Linked DNA regions of Oryctolagus cuniculus: region 2 is linked to region 1. The links are chromatin contacts, called in public Micro-C maps. All regions are on one chromosome and are shown on one strand. Each heading gives the region's core, a stretch centred on a gene start, on an enhancer-like site or on the middle of the called end of the contact. The rest is flanking DNA. Distances are from core to core; before and after follow the strand shown.

What was found. Hi-C and Micro-C count contacts between places; a contact is called where the count stands out from the background.
Region 2: a Micro-C map of ear pinna shows a contact between it and region 1, with 2.7 times the contacts expected there. The contact joins the enhancer-like site here to the promoter of USP53 in region 1. A contact is called at or near these places in 2 of 6 Hi-C or Micro-C datasets (ear pinna and psoas muscle).

What each region holds. Positions count from the first base shown.
Region 1 is chr8:45,980,419-45,987,083 of mOryCun1.1, reverse strand. It overlaps USP53 (ubiquitin specific peptidase 53), which reads left to right and starts at 3,915. Exons shown (of 15, transcript XM_051820277.2): 1 at 3,915-4,066.
Region 2 is chr8:46,120,091-46,126,755 of mOryCun1.1, reverse strand. All of the region lies in intron 6 of SYNPO2 (synaptopodin 2), which reads left to right. LOC103350837 (a long non-coding RNA gene) reads right to left here. Exons shown (of 2, transcript XR_518699.4): 2 at 3,366-4,864. Among named protein-coding and RNA genes, the nearest start is that of MYOZ2, 78 kb to the right of the region's middle. Within about 2 kb of position 2,890, at least 2 of the 8 cell types and tissues checked have an H3K27ac peak or open chromatin away from gene starts, as enhancers often do. A contact at or near this core is called in ear pinna, where this site is marked.

The DNA.
Region 1 (6,665 bases), core at 2,666-5,165:
CTGATGGCCCCAACGACCAGGGCTGAACCAAGCCGAAGCTAGGAGCCAAGAGCTTCTTCCAGGTCTCCCACATGGGTGTAGGGCCCAAGGACTTGGGCCATCCTCCGCTGCTTTCCTAGGCCGCAGCAGAGGACTGGATCAGGAGTGGAGCAACCAGGACTTGAACCTGCACCCATATGGGATGCTGGCACTGTAGGCCGGGACTTTTACCCACTGTGCCACAACACGGGCCTTGTTTATTCCTGTTTTTAAAACTTTGCTCTTTTCACAGTCATATTCTTCTTCAATGACATCAAAAACACTTACCTATGAACCTTCCAAGCTGAAGCTCATACTTAGTCTTCCACAACAATCCTTGCCAACAATTCTGGCCCTCATAGGTGGTTCTGGTCTCTAAAAAATCAGTAACTGTTCCAATTTTTTATCCCATCCACAGAATACATATTTGTTTATTATCCATGACAGGCACTGTGCTATGTCCTGGACATACAGTGAAACAAATACAGCTCCTGCTCTCTAGGAGTTTAGTAAGGAAATAACTTTTGTGAGTCCTCATTTAGGCAAGTAGGAAGGAAGGAATTTGTCTGGTATCACAGCCTGAGTCACTCAGTCAGCTACTACTTCTCCAGGCTGTATTTCAACCTACCACACCCAATTCAGTCATGGTCTGCCCCGCCTTTAGCTGTTGATTTCCTCCTGGAGCGACTGGATCACTGCTCCTCAGGACAGAATACTGCTACTCATACCAGTCAACACTGGTAGGGTGAATCTAGCCACATGACACTACATTTCCCCAAGTATAAGTTGCAGCCAATCCAGAATGACAGTAAGATATATAGCTGTGCTGATGCTGACAATGTGAGACTTTGGAACTCAGCTGACAATCTAGGGTATTCTCAGATAGTCTGAGCCTTCTCCCTTTCATGACTGCTGTCTGTGTGAGGTGCAGATATCCCTCAAGGACAAACAGTAATTCTGAGAGACAATACTTCTAAATCTGTGTGGTGATCTCCTGGACTGCATATGTTTCTAGGGGCATCTCCTGACCTGTTACGTGATGTAGGGTCAATTTTCTTTTCTTTTGTTCCATCTTCAGGCTTTGCTCTCTTGGTGCTTACAGTGGGATCAACTATAAATCTATCATTTAAAAGTCAGTATTGGGGCTAGGTTGTGGTACAATGCATTAAGCTGCCACCTGCAACACTGGCATCCCATATGAGCACCGGTTCAAGTCCTGGCTAGTCAGCTCCCTGCTAATGCAGCTGGGAAAGCAGTGGAAGATGGCCAAATACTTGGGCCACTGCAACCCATGTGGGAGACCATGATGAAGTTTCAGGCTCCTGGCTTCAGACCAGCCGTTTCAGCCATTTTGGGGGAGTGAACTACTGTATGGAATTAATCTCCCCCTACTTCTCCCTCCCCCCATCTCTGTGTTTGTCTCTCCCTCTCTTTCTGTAACTCTGCCTTTCAAATAAGTAAAATGTACCTTTAAAAGAATACTGATATACGCCAAGAACTGGTAAAAGGTTTGAAATTATATGATTTAAAAAATGTATAGTCAAATTCTTGAGCAAGGTGAACTCAAAGTTATTCTTCTGTCATCTCTCAATGAGGAAGGGAGGGAGCATGGCCTATATTATACACAGTTCAAATAATTTCTTAAAAGTAGAGGTGAGGGTGGCTGTATCAGTTATATCTGCAGAGAAATAATCATGGCACAAGGCAATTGTTACAAAGGAAGTTAAGTCCAAAAAGGGTGAAGGAAGGACAAGTCCATCTCAGAAAGTTATCAAAGGATCTATGGAGGACATACACAGTCAATTGAGACCTGAAGGAACTCGAGAGGGCCTAGTAGGATCACAGAAAGGCAAAGAATTTAGATTGGCGTGAATGGGGGCAGAGTGGCAGATGAGGTTCACAGTCTGGAGCCAGATTACGATGGGGGAATGTAAACAATTCTTAGCAGAGGAGAATCTTAATCACACTTTGGAGTTTGAAAGGTTGCCAATAGAATGGAGTTTGGATTGGAGTGGGAACTAAGTAGAGGCTATTGCATGGATATTGGGAGATAAGTCATAAGAACTGATGATTACCTGAAGGAATAAGACAGAGTGGAGATTAAAAGCCGTGATTTGAGATTTACTTGAGATAAGACTCAATAAAACTTAGTAGGATAGAGGAATGGAAGAAAAAGTAACATGGGGATATGCATGGATTTCTGACTTGGACAGTTGGGTACCACCATTTGAAATAGGAAATAGAAATGGCCTAGATTTCAGAAGGGTGGGGAAAGATATGACATCAGAAGTAACTTAATGGTAAAGATGCCCACACCATCTTGGGATATATTTAAGGCATTTGTGTGAAATGAAAATAAAGATGCTATTGCTTAGAGGGTATAACCTTAACACTCACTTCTTTAATTCATGGTTCACAGGATACCGGAATAGGTAAGTCTATGACAGAGAAGAGATTGCTCAAGGAGACATGAGTAGTAAACCAAGCAACAAAAACACATAAGAAAACGGGGTGCTGGGGAACACAGAGGAAGAGAGACATGTAAAGTACATCAGGGAGGTGGTGGCAGAACCAGGAGGAAATGGTACTAAGAAATGAAGAGCGGTTTCATGGTGTTATTAAAATGGTGTTTTAAAATGCAGCATGTTCTTTTTCTCTCCGTTCAAGGATTTTTAGTATCCTGAAGGCAGGAACCACGGCATAATTTCATTGCATTGTATTTCTTTTGATGCCTAATTCAGTGAACAGAACATGTTAAATGTTCAATAAATTCACATTGATTCAGCTTCAAGCACTCTAAACCGGTCGTATTTGTCGCCCAGACCAACCTCCAACGATTTTTCCAATCCTATTTTCTTAAGCTCTTATGGTTACGCATGAGTTTAAGTAAATCCCTTTTTATAATCCTTATGTTCCACTTGCATCGGCTTTAGACTGCGTTCCAAACTCTTTAAGTACTTAGAGACATCGATCGGGATACCAATGATGGTGGAAGGCTCTTATTCACTACAATTCCTAAGGAACAAACAAACAAAAACAAAAACCCGAAACTCAAAACATCCCAAAGTGAAGCTGTATTCCAGCAGCTTTGTAACTTAAAACCTGTTGGAGAGCACGGTAGGGAGGCAGTTACATTTTCCTGACAATTAACCATTAACCGGGTCAACACGCTTGCTAACGCTTTTATGTTATTATTGGTCACGAATCCCAAGCAGTTGGGGAGTATACTTTCTTGCCCAAGGAAGCCATTTAACTGCAAACAGACCGTCGTGACTCACAGAAAGCCAAAGGGAACTGCGTATCCGCACGGGGTTTTGACGCCAAGCAGTATACATCGTTCTCTCTCTTAGGGAACAACACCTAATCCTAAGCCCGGTCCTTGGCGGACCAGGATCCCGAGTTGAGAAAATACCGAGTACACGGCCAACGGCAGCCGAGCAGTCACCGCCGCTGGAGCAACCAACCGGCCCCTCGGTCTCGCCACCGCGGGAACGAGCCCCAGCCACTTTCCCTCGCAACAACTCCGCCACGGCGCTGGGCTCCCGCTTTGGGGGCACGTCCTCGGTCCTGCTCTCGCGGGATCTCGCGCCTCCCCGGCAAGCCAAACGATCCAGCGCCCCATCGAACCCCCGCGGGAATAGAGTTCCGCAGGTCCCGCAAGCCGGGAATTCGCGTGCGGGGGCGGGGTGCGCTCGGTGAGCGTGAAGGCGGGGCCTGCCCCGAGGGGGCGTGGCGAGCGCGAGGCGGAGAGAGGGGCGGGGCCCCAGGGACCTGTTGATCGCAGGTGTCAGTGCCCTGACTGGCCCCTGGGCATTGGGGCGTGTGCGCATGCTCCGCGCGCGGGGTCGGGCTCTGGGCGGCGGAGAGCAGCCGCCGCTGCTCCAGTTCCCGGTGAGCCTCGGCGCGGTGGCAGCTGTTGGTGTGTGTGTGTGTTGGGTGTCGGCGTGAAGCGGAGCCGGGTCAGCGGGAGGTGACCCTGTGGGAGTGGAAGGGCCGTATTTCTCTACCTGGACCGCAAGCTCCTCGCGCTGGGAGGGGAGAGCTCCAGGTAAGTCTTCGAAACTAATCCCTGGGTGGAGATCCGGCGACCTGCGACCCCCAAGGGCCTGGCTGGGACACTCTCTTTCCAGCCCCAGACCTCGGCTTCCCGGCTGCCGTCCCGCCACCTCCTCCACGCCCTGTCGCTCCGTGCGACCCTAGGCTCGGAGCCGGGCAGCTAAGGCGCCCGAGGTCACGCAGCCCTCCAGCCCCGTGCCGCTGCGCCCGGGCCCTGGCAGAGATGCCTCTGGGCAGGCTGCAGGCGCGCGAGCAGGGAGGAGGTGCTGCACTTACTGGGTCGTGGTTGTTATTGCTGCCGTGTGGGAGGGCGGGGATGGGGCCGAATCCGAGTCCTGCTGAGGTCGCTTGGTGCAGTGGGGCACTGAAAATATCCATTGCTTGCTGGGCGCCCGCCGCCCCTCACTTTCCAAGTCACGTTGCCTCTCCGCACGCACAGCTTTTTTAAGGGATTCAGGAGGGTTAATAGACCCTTTGGATTCGTGAGAATCTTGGGCTTGGTGGTTTCTGGGTGTCTGAAGTTAATGTTTACCTTCTAAATCGTGGCTTATGGGACGTTTACTAAACTACCTTTCAACAGCGTTGGAGAACAGGAAGTGCTTCCACAGGTGTAATGGGGAGGCTTTCCGAAGCTCGCAGTCTGAGCCTGTTTCGAGGTTTTGTCATCCTGATACAAGGTTTTCTTTATCAGTGCAAAGTCTGATTAATGCCAGCAAAATGTACTGCAAGGCTCTCACTGTTAGCAGTTTTCCGAATGTTCCCTTATCTGGAAATATACATATATATTTCCAAGGAATTTTCAAGTCTATTTTTAAAGTAAGTTTAACAGTAAACTTGGGAAGTGCTTTGTGATTGGGATCTCATTTGCTTTTAGTTCATGTTTAAAGAAGAGCCTTGCCAGTTTTCACCCTTTAAAAGAAGTAGCAAGTGCTAACACAGAATTCTGGCAAAGTGAACTTTTGGTAAAATTGATACTTGTTAGCTTATTTTTTATTCTTGTCAGTTCCAGGATGATGATTTAGGCTAAGAGATGTCATCCTGTTGAAGAGAAATTAGAAGCACAAAAGTGAACAAAACTTGCTCTGCAAAAGTAATATGTGGTTTATGTGCCCTTGTATAAGAATTACAAATAGATTCTCTGTAGGTAGGAGTTAATTAATGGCCTGAAAAACATTTTTTGTTGTTGTTGTTTTGAAGACTTTCAAAGTGAACTTTCCACAGTTTGTCTAGGTTCGTGATTAATGGTGGTAAACCATGGAAGTGATTTATTTAAGTTTGTTCATTAACCAAACTAATGAGTGGTCATATGCATTTATGCTTAAGCCATAAACAAGAGATTAAGACCAGGCCTTTCCTTTTCCCTTTGAATTAAAAATTTTTTAAAAAAAGTATGTAAATTTCATAACAATTCATAGAACTTGACAGTAATAATTCATTTGTCACTAATGATCAATTTGTTAATATTTTTGTAAAAATAGTTTATAAAAGGATACCTGTTTTTGTGAGTAGGCACACTTTTCTATCTGGTTGATACTTTCCATTAAAAAAACCCTAATTTTCAGTATTTTGACTCGGGATCTTTCATACTGCTTATTGTCAACTAAATGTTTATGTAAATAAAGTAATGTCAAGAAATACAGCTTGGGTACCAAATGGTTTGGCAGTTTGTTTTAGCAAGACAGAGTTTAAGAAGGAAAATAGTTTATCTGTTCTAATGTGAGGTACACTCTTGAACCAGAATCAGAATTGTTTTCCTTCCTGTTTGGAACTCACTCACCTGCCAGGCTAGAGGAGATACTGCTTTACCACACAACTTCCCAAAAATATGTCTGATCTCTTATAGTGGTGGATTGAACTGTCTTAGAAAAGACAAATAATTCCTAATAGACTGTAGCAGATCTTGTTTGACAACCCTTCCCTCCCCCAAAAGGTAACCTAGGTAGCTTAAATATGGCATCTGGAGACATTTTGAACATGGTATGTTAGAGATAAAAGGGTCTAACCTACTCTTACATATGAGCTCTAGTTTTAAAGAAGGAGGAGAAGTAATTCATGTCATTTATTAACAGCTAGATAAAAGAAATTAGTGATGATACAAATGTAGCATTAGCATATTACTAATTTTGTACTGATGATTTTTGGAAGTTTTGTGTTACAGTATATGTATATATAATGAACAAGAAATGGATGCAATTTGTTGTAACAGATTAAATCCTCAAAGATTATTTCACCTTTAAGTAACTTGGCAAGTTACTATGGGTTTTTTATTAATAGAAATACTGTAGATATCTCATTTATAGAATATTTAGGGAAAAATTATCTGTTGTATGCTTTTCTGAGTTAACTCATATCTTCTATTAGGAGTTCTTAAACCCAAGGTCCATTATTAGAACTGTGGTTTGTGGTTAGAAATCAATTTTAATATAATTGATTTTCTTTGTGATTGAGGATTTTATCTTTTTCTTATCCTATGAATTGCATACATTTACAAATATTTGGAAAGAGTGTCCATTACACACAAAAAGGCTACAAACTATTGCAGCTGGTTAAAAATAACTTTTGATTTATATATACTTCTGAAAAGTTGCTGT
Region 2 (6,665 bases), core at 1,641-4,140, 140 kb before region 1:
CGCCACAGCGCCAGCTCTGCAACCTGCATTTTTAATTTTGCACTGTGATTTCATTTCTCAGAATTATGCTGAAAAGAAAGATATTACTCCAGTTTTACAGAAAGGTATAAAGAGTTAAAAGAATCTAAGCTACTTGCCTAACAATTACTAAGCAATATATAAGTAGCAGATGAGGTTAGGCTTAGACTTTTGTGTGACATCCAAGCCATACTTCCTAGGGTACCGCCTGGTTTCCAGCCTTGTTAGACCCTCTGTAATCCCGCTTCCTGAAACTTCTTCACTGTTGAGTTGCCGGACTGAGCTACCACGAGAGTTCTGTGTTTGCTTTGTTGATGACTTTGACCACACTGAGTGACAGTAGGAAGGACCCCCCCTTTCCTAAGATTGCTCGTAAACTCACTTGCTCTGACAGCATGTTGGAGTGGAAAGCGATCTGAGGAAGCATCTATTTTCTAAGTTGAAAAGATGAATTTAACAGTGATTTGGAATGAGCTCCCAAAAGTCCCTCATTTTTTTAAATTTCAGGATGAATCGGTGATATCCAGGGTCTGGAAGTGGAGAGGAATAGAACTTAGAAAACTCAAGCAAAATCTTTTTTTTTTTTTTAAGATTTATTTTATTTATTTGAAAGGGTTACAGAGAGAGGTAAAGACAGAGAGAGATCTTCCACCTGATGGTTCACTCCCCAGTTGGCCACAACAGCTGGAGCTGTGCTGATCCGAAGCCAGAAGCCAGAAGTTTCTTCCAAGTCTCCCACGTGGGTGCAGGGGCCCAAGCACTTGGGCCATCTTCTACTACTTTCCCAGGCCATAGCAGAGAGCTGGATCGGAAGTGGAGCAGCTGGGACTAGAACTGGCGCCCATAGGGGATGCCGGCGCTTCAGGCCAGGGCTTTAACCTGCTGCACCACAGCACCGGCCCTATTCAAAATCTTAAGTCTACAGAAAGGGAAATGTTCCCCTGGCTCTATGCCATTCAGACTAAATGGAATCCAGGCAGCTTTCCTGTTAAGCAGTCAATTAGCACTCAGCTTGGCCGGCTACAAAGCCATAGTGACTTGAGGCATTGTGGTAAGAATAAGCCCGCACAGAGTAATGCTGAGGGAAGCACATATTCTCAGCTATCTTGACCTTGCCTCCACTGCTGTCTTACAGCTGGGGAGCTAGCAGGCACCTGGATGTGCAGGAGGCAGCACACCCTTCCTGTCCCACAGTGCCCTCACTGGAGGATTTCTCAACAGTTATTTCTGTCAACTGCTTCCCAGCAAGGACATTTTTACACATCGTGTGCTTTCCAATCTTTGTTTCCCCTTAAACTCTGTTTCGTTGTTATTTTGAACCCATCTCCTGGGGAGCTAGTGTAACGCCTTCTAAACTTAGGGTTTTGAACATCCGCTTCACTAACTTGAAGGTAAAAAAAGATGTGAGCACGTGGATTAATGTAAAAACCCTTTAGATGAGTATTTGTTGACCTTCATGGCCTTAAATTCATTGAGCCCCTAATTAGGGAGTGATGGTGGAGAACAAATCAAGGGCCACACCAAGTCCGAGCGTTAACTTTCTCAGACACTGCAAAATTAGTAAAGTGTGAAATAGCTCGAAAGTGACTTTGAACCTTCTAACTCAGAGTAAGACATGCTGAAAAGTCTTAGTTTGGTAGCTCCAACCATAGGCACTTTCAAGTAGGGTACACTGTAGGTAAGCTGTAGCTTTCATTTCCTTTGACCTATTTGCTCAGACACCCACTTTATCCAGCCACCTAACATCATATATTACCAGAGCTGTGATAATTTTATGCCATGCAAATTAAGGAAAAATAGAATGACGATGAGAAAAATCTATCAAATTTTAGTCACAATAATGTGGAAAAATATTCCCCCAATTTTTTAATTAAAAAGAAAAAGATGGGATTTGGTTTAGGAGAAGCAGAAGGTAACCATTTCTTAAATGAACTTCATGTATGATCAGGTGAGAAATGCATGTGAACACTAAACACACAGGGGCCTATTTCTATAGCCGGTAGAGTGTGAGCCCTGAGGCCAAATTGCCTGTGTCTTTATTGCCAGGCCTGCTTCTTGCTAGTTGGGAGACCTTTGGTAAAAGATCCAGCTGTGGCCGGCGCTGTGGCTCACTAGGCTAATCCTCTGCCTGCAGCACCCGGGTTCTAGTCCCCGTTGGGGCACTGGATTCTGTCCCAGTTGCCCCTCTTCCAGGCCAGCTCTCTGCTGTGGCCCGGGAGTGCAGTGGAGGATGGCCCAAGTCCTTGGGCCCTGCACCCCATGGGAGACCAGGAGGAAGCACCTGGCTCCTGGCTTTGGATCAGCGCGGTGCGCTGGCCGTGGCGCGCCGGCCGCAGCGGCCATTGGAGGATGAACCAACGGTAAAGGAAGACCTTTCTCTCTGTCTCTCTCACTGTCCACTCTGCCTGTCAAAAAAAAAAAAAAAAGAAAAGAAAAAAAGAAAAAAAAGAAAAAGAAAGAAAAGAAAAAAAATCCAGCTGCTCTGTGCCCCAGTAGCTCAGCTGTGAATTAGGAACAGTGATAGGTGCACCACCAAGCTGTTGTGAACATGAAATGAGTCCATCTGAGTTACGTGTGTGGAACAGCACCTGGCACAGAGAGAGTATTCAGCAAATAGCAAATGTTTGCTATTAATGTAAAGGGCATGCCATGAACAATAGATGGGTTGCTAGTTAAAAAAAAAAAAGCATCAGCTGAGAGACTCCACCATGAAGACAGTGTGCAACTGAAAGTATCAATATTACCTAGAACAAATGTATTGTATTTAGCAATTTAAAAAGAACTGTCCTGGGGAAATGCTTATAAATCAAACATATTCTCAAAATAGGGTAGTTGGTAGCCTGAAGTAAGATCCTAGTAGGATAGCTGAAGCCTAAATAGGCCCGGCGCACAGAAAGTGGAACAGTTGGCAACCCTGTCGCTGAGCCTACCCCACTTCAGACCTGCGACAGTTGGGCTCTCACAGAAGTGGCTGACCTGTGCGGGCACAGCGCACAGCTGTCCTTCTCCCTCCTCTCCAACTCTGTCCTAGGACAAAGGGTCAGGAGCCTGGCCTGTTGAGAGTAATTGATCCCCTTGCCTGAGAAGCGTGATCACTTTCCAAAAACAGAGTGAACCCTCCGCCTGAACAGAGCAAACTCCGAGCTCACAGGCCAGTGATGAAAAACAATTCAAAGCAGAGTGACCGATGGAGGGAGGAACTTGACATTCCAGCTGCCTTTCAAACCCGGGGAATTTTTGTGGCTTTTCTGGTACTTCTAGAATCCTTCTGAGTCATGAGCAGAAGTTGGGACTGAACTTGAGGGAAAAAACAAAATCAAAACAAGCTGAGACTGAAAATTTCATCCAAATCCAAAATACTGTTTGTTTTGAGCACAATTAATTTAGTTTCCCTTTTGTGCTACTTAATTTCATCTCAAAACAAAAGTATGGCTTTTTCTTGCTTTGGAGACCTTTTGGTCCTTTTTCTTCTAGAGTATCTCAAATGGGTAAAGTCCACAAAACCATCCTCTGGAGCTAAGAATCACTAAGGAATAGGTTAGGTTGATAGAAAATAAAGGATTTATTTCAGGTACCAGAGCAATCTTCCCACAGTTGTATTTTTTTGTCTGGTTTGTTTTTAGGATTTATTTATTTATTTATTTGAAAGGCGGAGTGACAGAGAGAGAGAGAGATCTTCCATATAATGGTTCATTCTCCAAATGACTGCAACACTTGGGGCCCAGCCAGGCCAAATCAGGTGCCTGGTACTCTATCCAGGTCTCCCACATGGGCTGCAGAGGCCCGAGCACCTGGACAGTCCTCTGCTGCTTTCCCAGGTGCATTAGCAGGGAGCTGGATCAGAAGTGGAACAGCTGGGACTGAAGCCTGTGCTCTGAACTAATACAACTTCTTTATATACATAACATTTGCTTGAGCAAACTATCGTCTCCATAGTGTTTTTTTTTTTTTTAAGTTTATTTATTTATTTGCAAGTCAGATTTACATAGAGAGAGGAGAGGTGAAGAGAGAGAGAGAGAGGTCTTCCATCCAATGGTTCACTCCCCAAGTGGCTGCAATGGCCAGAGCTGCACCGATCCAAAGCCAGGAGCCAGGAGCTTCTTAGTCTCCCATGAGGGTGCAGGGGCCCAAGGACCTGGGCCATCTTCTACTGCTTTCCCAGGCCATAGCAGGGAGCTGGATTGGAAGTGAAGCAGCCGGGTCTTGAACTGGTGCCCATATGGGATGCCGGCGCTTCAGGCCAGGGCGTTAACCCACTGCGCTACAGCACCGGCCCCCGCTGGCCTCGCCAAAGTGTTCTAATGCAGTTTTACAACTTTTGTTCCCAGGCAGAAGTTTAGATTCCCCCGGCTCCATCTTAGAGACTCCGAGTCACTGGATCTGGTTGGGGATCAGGAATTCTTTATTTTTTATAATACATGAAGGTCTTCAAACATTCATGGAAAATGCATATTATGAAAAACATAAGCATGGACTTCACTTTGGGGGGTGGGGGAGAAGAAAATTAAGCTTATCGTTTAGTTCCATCTTCTCATGCATGTTTTGAAGTACCCTTCTACACCCCAGGTGATTCTGCTACTAATGGGTTGTGAACCACACTAAGGAAAGTCCTTTCCTAATGCCAAAAACACTAAGTCAGCTTTATTCTATTCTGCTCGCCTGGTCCGGGCCAGCCAGGCTTGCAAACTGCCGGCTGCTGGTGCCTTGTCTGAAGCGGGAGGAACAGGCCCTGGAGCGCACATCTTGCTGCGTTTTCAAACATCCAGGAGAGGGCAGCAAACTCTTCCCGGCTCTGAAGGTGCTTCTCAAGCTTGTTGCGTTGTAATTTGCTTTGCATGTGCTTTTTCTTAAGCAGAAGAACGAAAAAGACCTTGAGATGTGTTTGATGTCTGACCCCTGCCTCTAATCAACGACGAGCATAAATATTTCCAGAAACAGAAAGACACAGGTTAATCATTAGAATAAGGGACTGTCGCAAGTTCCTTGCTGCTCTTTCTGATCTCTGGCAAAAGGGATTGTTATGCCTTCCCTTGGCTGCAGTTATTGTCAATCAAAGTTGGCCTTTCTAATCACTAACTTAAATCTCTCTGGCAGTAAGCAAAACATTCTTATTTGGGGATCTAGGATCAAGGAGAGTTTTGAAACATTTGGCATGAACATAAATAGGATTGTAGAATTTTCAAACGTAAAACAAAGTTCATGAACTTTACTTGTCTCAGAGAGAGATCCTAGTTATTTCTGTTTTAACTTAGCATTTTAATTTGAGCAAATAATGTTATGGGTCGACAAAAAGCAAAGTCGGTCCTGGCTTAGATATTAGAAGTGTGAGCAGCACAAAGGAACAGGTAGGCCTACACTGTAGCAACTTTGACCCCAACAGGCCCATTGTTTTCAGCCTTTAATCCAGGAAGGTTTATTTCTATAACAAAAATGATGATGATGTGTCTGCAAGTTCTGTAATATGAGATGTATGTTTGTGCATTTGCCAGTGGGAGGAGAAAAGACTAACAGGAGAGAGCTGGAGATTTGTGGAGAGGGAGTAAAGTTGTATGGAGCCCAATAAATGATGATCTACTTAGGTGTTTATAGGAACTCACCTGTATTAGACTCGCCAATCAATACTGAAGTGGGCAAGATTTGGAATAACAGTGAAAGTGCATACCGCTATCTTAGAGTGTGTAACGATTTCTACGACACAGATCAAAACAGGTTAGGGAGGAACTTTGTGACTGATATCAGTTGGGACTCTTTTTTTTTAAGAAAAGATTTATTTTTATTTATTTGAAAGAGTTACAGAGAGAGGTAGAGACAGAGAGAGAGGTCTTCCTTCCACTGGTTCACTCCCCAATTGGCCGCAACAGCATGAGCTGCGCCAATCCGAAGCCAGGAGCCAGGAGTTTCTTCAGGGTCTCCCACGTGGGTGTAGGGGCCCAAGGCCTTGGGCCATCTTCTACTGCTTTTCCAGGCCATAACAGAGAGTTGGATGGGAAGAGGAGCAGCCAGGACTCGAACTGGCGCCTATTTGGGATGCCGGCGCTTCAGGCCAGGGCTTTCACCCACTGCGCCACAGCACTGGCCCCAGGACTCTTTTTACAAATAGACAAGCCCTGGTTATTTTTCATGCTTTTCTAGAAATTTTTTTTCAATGGATAGTTGGTTGTATTAGAGTTTCAGACAAGTATTGCTTGCTGAGGGCTCTCTCTTCCTCTAGCTTTCAAAAGTGTAATTATGAGAATCTATACATTGTGCTGCCTCCAGGAGTTATCCTTTATATTAGGCTAAGACTATATATCCAAAACAGCTAAGTGATTGATGCAATGTTTGGGGCTAATTCATAAGTATTCTGTAAATTTATGAGTGCATTTACACAAATTAATACTGCAAATGAGAAAATTGTTTAGCACTTGAAGAGTCACGTATATATCTAGCATCATCTCAAAATGAGGGCAAATGTGAAAGTGAGGAGAAGTCAAGGGAATGCAAAGAATGAGATACGTTTGATAAAGTGTAGCTCCCACAGTCCCAAATGTGCAAAGCTGTGTCAAGATAACTACATGTTACAGTTTTGTGAGCACATGAAGAAAACTATGCCAAAGGAAAACAGCTCTATTAACAGCTAGTATCAGGGGCAAAATTAAGTATTTGAT